2 separate regions of the Sus scrofa genome follow, and region 2 is linked to region 1. Evidence: chromatin contacts called from public promoter capture Hi-C data. All regions are on one chromosome and are shown on one strand. The core of a region is the stretch at or near the end of the contact, and the rest is flanking DNA. Distances in the headings are between cores, read along the strand shown. Region 1 holds the start of C7H15orf40 (UPF0235 protein C15orf40 homolog). Region 2 holds the start of AP3B2 (AP-3 complex subunit beta-2).

What was found. Promoter capture Hi-C pulls out the DNA fragments that hold promoters and counts their contacts.
Region 2: a contact with region 1 is called in a promoter capture Hi-C map of liver, with 5 times the contacts expected there. The contact joins the promoter of AP3B2 here to the promoter of C7H15orf40 in region 1. A contact is called at or near these places in 2 of 5 promoter capture datasets (fetal liver and liver), 2 of 47 Hi-C or Micro-C datasets (heart right ventricle and skeletal muscle) and 1 of 2 datasets of contacts at active chromatin or transcription factors (alveolar macrophages).

The regions. Positions count from the first base shown.
Region 1 is chr7:51,927,798-51,930,780 of Sscrofa11.1, reverse strand. C7H15orf40 (UPF0235 protein C15orf40 homolog) reads right to left here and starts at 1,432. Exons shown (of 4, transcript XM_001929182.5): 1 at 1,261-1,432; 2 at 44-170. The coding sequence starts at 1,374.
Region 2 is chr7:52,201,229-52,204,211 of Sscrofa11.1, reverse strand. It overlaps AP3B2 (AP-3 complex subunit beta-2), which reads right to left and starts at 1,563. Exons shown (of 30, transcript XM_021098893.1): 1 at 1,426-1,563; 2 at 844-904. LOC102161631 (a long non-coding RNA gene) reads left to right here and starts at 1,562. Exons shown (of 4, transcript XR_002345779.1): 1 at 1,562-1,697.

The DNA.
Region 1 (2,983 bases), core at 183-2,682:
CAACTGATTCATACAAGACTCCCACCCCAGTGTCCAGATATACCTGTCACAGCATTTTGCTTGGAACCAGGTTTGGCATGGATGGCTATGGTGACACAACCTTTAGGATCAACTGTCACAGGACCTAAGGGAGGAAGCGGTCTCTCTTGTTCCTTGCTCTGGCTTTTACCCTAAAACGACAACAACAACCACACTACAACCTTACTTTCCCACACATTTGATAATTCCACAATTCCTTTTCATCCTTAACCAGGACAAACTAGGCAAATCTGTTCTGTCCAGGTATTTCCGGGTCCCTAGAATGATCTTCCAACATCCTTCATGGCTCAAATCAATTCTGCCATGAAGCCTTGCCATCAACCCCACAAAGTGCTTTTTTTCCTGCCCTGGAAAACCTGACTTAGAGCTGGTTCCTACCGTCTGCTTTGTATTTCCTATTCCTCAGGAGTAGATACCATTTATTACTAATCTTTGTATTTCAAGCAGGATAAGTTAATACATGTTTGTGAGCAACTATGGCTGGAAGCGGTGTGTTTGCGGGGGATGGAGGGGGGAAGAAGTGGTATTTAAAGGACTACTATGTGCCAGAAGCTGTACTATGAACTTTCCATTCAACAAACACAAACTAAGCACCAGGGCAGCACGCAGGCAAAGGATAGATAAAGATAAAAAAGGACACATGGTCCTTGCCCTCAAGGAGCTTGGACTGCAGAGAGAAAGAATAAATCTACTTAACACACGTGCTAAGAGTGCCGACGAGATACGCACAGGCCATCACTACGCAAAGAAGGGCAGGCAGTCGGGCCTTTGGGACACCAGGGAAGCTCCCAGCAGGAGGCAGTCTTAGAGTTATTGGAGTCAGCCCCTCAGAGACGGCGGAAGGGAAGCGGGAGTAGTGTATACTGGACTGAGAGGTGCGAGAACCAGTCCAGGGGAATAGACAGAATGCAAGCTCCCAGGGAAGCAGAGGCCGCCCGGAGCAGCCGAAACACGAAGCGCTGGCCTGAGAGAGAGGGAGAGGCCGGACAGATCAGCAGACGCAACTCAGGGAGGGCCTCGCGCACCGCCGGCCCGGGCGCTGACCTCCCCCGCTGGACCGGGGCGCGGCCGAGTGAGGCGGGGGGCAGGAGCCCCGGACCGCAGAGACAACAAGCAGCTGGCGGCGCTCCCACCCACCCACGGATCCCTCTTCACTCCCGCGCTCCCCAACCAGCATTCCAGCCGCCCCACCCTCCCGCTGCCATGGGTCTTGCAACTGGCCTTGTTTGTCGCGCCAGCTTTCTTGGGCATCTCGGCGCCCAAGGGTAGGCTGGCGGCAGCTCGAGTACCAGCTCCTGCTGGGAACTGCCTCAGCCCACAGCGGAGGCTCAGCATCCCCGGCAAGGAGGGGGCGGCGAGGGCAGCCCGGTGCCGGAAGAGCCCTCTGCGCCTGCGTGCGCTGCGGGTGGGTATATCTCCGCTGGTCTGCGCCTCTGCTCTGGCGCGAGGGCGACACCTTCCGGCCGGCGGGGGTAGGAGTCTTCGTTACCCCAGGACCTGCACGGGGGCCCTCTCCACGTAGAAAAGGGCTCAGGAGATGGAGAGATGGGGAGCTGGCCTCTGATCGAGTTGGTGACCACTCCCACCCCCTCCCCCACAGAGGATAGGGAGGTTGTGTTACCTCATGGGAAGAAAAGATTGGACTGAGCGGCAGAGTGCACAGGGCCATGCATTCTCGCTGCTGCAGCCAACCAGCAGGTGCAGACAGAGCCCCACCCTGCTTCCTATGGCCCACAAGTGGATATAGAACCTCGTGCTGCCTTAGCCTTTTGGTATCCATGGAGCACCTACCTTGTGCTAGGCGCTGAGGATGCCACAATGCAAAAAGAGAGGAAATCTATTCTGATGTGTAATGTGGCAAGAGAGGCAACTGAAGTCGGCAGAGGCATGATCAGTTATTGAACTGTTTGAAGCGAAGGATAGGTGGAGTCAAATTTGTTGTGTTTAGAAAGATCACTGGCTGCAGTGTGGTCAATAGAGGAATAGAAGCAGGGAGATCCGCTATTTAAGTGGAAGATAGTGGCCTCAATCAGAGTAGTAGCAGTGGGAATGGAGAATTGGGAGCTGATCATTTTGAGGATATTTAGGAGCTGGAATGATTGGTGTTTGGGGAATGACGAGGTGGGAATGAAGATGAAGATTCATGGAAGATGCCCAGGTTTGGGGCCTGAGAAGCAGGTTTGGGAATTGGTCAGTTTGGAACATAATGAGTTTGAGATATATGTGGGACACTAAGTAGAAATATTAAGGGTGACTGAATGTCTAACTGAAGCTTGAGAGATCTGGGCTGGTGATGGATTTTGGAACCCTCTGAAATGGACGGTAATTGAAGTCATGGAAGTGAATGAGAGAAAGACTCAGAGAGTGTGCAGAGCCTGAGGGCCCAGGACAGAACCCTAAGGGAAAGTAAAGAAGAGAAGGCACCAAATGACACTGGCCAGACATAGGAGTACATGGTAAACTAGAAAGGGTACTTCAGGGCTAAGTGGTCAACAGTGAGAAGTGCCACAGAGAGAACATGTAAAATAGACATCAGAGGTGTTGGTGACCTCAACAGCAGCAGTTTCAGCAAAGAGGAGGAAAGAGATAACGTGTAGGGAATAATTTGATTTCATTATGGAGCAACTGGTGTTGGAGGAGCAGATGACATTAAGGTGGTTTTATTTCTTTTATAAGCTGGATGAGAATTAGCCATATTTGAATATTGATAGGAATGATCTAAGAGAGGAGTTGTTAACACCAGAGGTGCAGGTGGAGACTGGGTGGTCGACAGGAAGCCTTACTCACACGCCCCTTCCTTCATAAGAGAAGGGAAAGTTTAGTTGCACATGAGCTGTGTCTATAGGTTTGGTGGGAGGAGCTGGAGTTAATAAAAAGAGCAGACGAAGTATTGAAGATATGAGGAGAGTGGAACAGGTTTAAATGTGCTTGAGAATGTCAAAAA
Region 2 (2,983 bases), core at 314-2,813, 270 kb before region 1:
AAAAATAGAGTTACCATATAATCCAGAGATCCCATGCTGCTACCAGCATATATCCAAAAGAGAGGAAATCTCTAGTTCAAAAAGATACATGCACCCCAAAGTTCACAGCAACACTGTTTACAATAGCTAAGACTTAGAAGCAACTAAATGTCCATCACAGGTGAATGAATAAAGATGTGGTACATATAAACAATAGAATATTCGGAGTTCCAGTCGTGGCTCAGTGGTTAACAAACCCGACTAGTATCCACAAGGACTCGGGTTTGATCCCTGGCACCACTCAGTAGGTTAAGGATCTGGCATTGCCGTGAGCTGTGGTGTAGTTCGTAGACTGGGCTCAGATCCCTTGTTGCTGTGGCTATGGTGTTGGCCAGCAGCTACAGCTCCGATTCAACCCCTCGCCTGGGAACCTCCATATGCCATGGGTGTGGCCCTAAAAAGACAAAAGACCAAATATATATATATATATATATATATATATATATAGAGAGAGAGAGAGAGAGAGAGAGAGAGAGAGAGAGAGAGAGGGAGGGAGGGAGAATATTACTCAGACATAAAAAGAATGAAATAATTCCTTTTGCAGCAACACGGGATGGATGTAAAGATTATTATACTAAGTGAAGTCAGTCAAAGACAACTATCATATGATATCACTTATAAGCGGAATCTAAAAAACCGATACAAATGAACTTAATTATGATTAATTATGAAACAGAAATAAGACACAGATAGAACACCATTAGAGCAGAGTTAAGAGAATGGAATTAGGCAACTACAAGCCAAAGAATGCCAAAGATTGTGGGATGGACCACACCAGAAACTAGGAAAAGGTAAGGGTTTTACCTAGTCTCACAGGAAACACGATCCTGATGACCCCTTTTTTTCGGACTTCCATCTTCCAAAACTGTGAGAGAACAAATATCTGTTGTTTTAAACCATTCAATTTGTGTTACTCTGTTATGACAGCCTAGGATACTAGGACAACAGCAATTTTAATTTCTAATTTACCTTCCCGGTCCCCAAAGTGCCATAGCCACAGTCCAGTTCAGGACTACTTAGGCGCTCAATCCTGTCCTTGGTAAAGGGATGAGTAAATTTCCATCAGTCCAGTAGTCAAGAATTACCAGGTACTTATGAGCTACTGCTGTGAGATGCACAACCAATGCAGCAAATGACAGCCATTACTGCGACAAGATATGGACCCACATTGATAAACGAATGATAGTAAGGTACTAAAAACGGCACGGGGAGGTGGAGCGAAGCGAGAAACGAGGACAGCTGGGGGCAGAGGGGCTTCGATTTCCCGGAGGACACCGTTGGGAGAATATGGTTGTTTTTTGAGATGGAGTCTACAAGCTGCTCTCTCAAGCCCTGCTGAACGGGTCCCAGGCCTGTCCCCACCGCCATGGACACAGCAGCAATAACCTCCCACACTGCGTGCCTCCAGTCGACCCTACAGAGTGGTAAGCAGCCCATTGAAGTGGCGTCATCGCCTAATCCTTTACGCGCCTGCGCGGCGCCTCGACGCGACCCGCCCCCTCACGCTGTTGCGTGGGGCCGGACTTCCTCCAGCGCCCCGGAAGCCGGAACGACCTGTTTTCCGCCTGCTGAGGAAGGAATTGCCACCGAGATCGGAGACGGTAGGGGATGTTGTTTACACGGCGTAAAGTGAGGCCGAGTTCCGGCCACCCAGCGGGGTAGGTGACAGCAGCGTCCTTATAGGCAGTCAGTCTGGAGTATAGGGCTTCAGAGGATGCGGCGGGGAACCGAAGTAGAGGTGAGGGGTCGAGGTATCTGTCGCCGGGCCAGGGCCACCAGCGAGGAAGGGCTCATTCCAAACACACTGTGCTCACCTTTCTCAACTTCGTGTGAAAAACGAGCTTGGTTGCACATGGAGCTGTCGTAGGGATAAATGTGGAAGGGAGAAGTCCACACTCAAAAAGATTAAGAACAAATTTCAATAGGCGAAATTTCACATGGGAAATGCCCTTTGTTGCATGAGGTATGTAACGTGAAGTTCTGTACAAACCCAGACGTTGTAAGACGGCTTGAGGCAGCAGCTCATGTTGCATTAATTGGAAAAAGTACACCCTCAGTTAGTAATAAGTTTCCCGAATCAGCCAGCAAGTTCATTTGGTATTACGGTGGAACTGAGCTGTATAGGTCATACCCCTCCTTTCCTCTTAAGCGCAGTGTCTGAGAGGAGACAGGCTGAAAGTTAAACAGATTATTATTGACAGAAACAGGACTAGAAATGAGATTTCTTCATTTCCAACCCCAAATTCTTTCCTTCACATCGTACTGCCTTCGCTTTTTATTTTTAAAAAAATTTTATTTATTTATTTATTTTTGTCTTTTTGCCTTTTCTTGAGCTGCTCTCGCGGCATATGGAGGTTCGCAGACTGGGGGTCTAATCAGAGCTGTAGCCGCCGGCCTACGCCACAGCCACAGCAACGCCGGCTCTTTAACCCACTGAACAAGGACAGGGATCGAATCTGCAACCTCATGGTTCCTAGTCGGATTCATTAACCACTGGCCACGAGGAGAACTCCTTTGCTTTTTATTTATTTATCTTTGCCTTGTATTTATCTTTGCTATTTATTTATTTATTCTTTTTAGGGCCCCACCCTCAGCATATGGAAGTTAAGTTCCTAGGGGTGGAATGCGAGCTGTAGCTACTGGCCTGCCACAGCCAGGGCAAAATCCCTACCGCATCTGCGACCTAGTCTGCAGCTTGCTGCAAGGTTGGATCCTTAACCCCCTGATTGAGGCCAGAGATCAGACTGCATCCTCTGGAGACTATGTTGGGTCCTTAACCTGCTGAGCCACAATGGGAACTCCTCATATTGTCTCTTTGGATTACTAAACAGTTTCTCTTCAATATTGGCTTATGTTTGGGTTGTTTTCTAAACCTCTTAGGCTTGCCCACTTTCCTACAAGACTTTTCCATCTAATAGTATGAGAAAGATAATAAAGACAATGC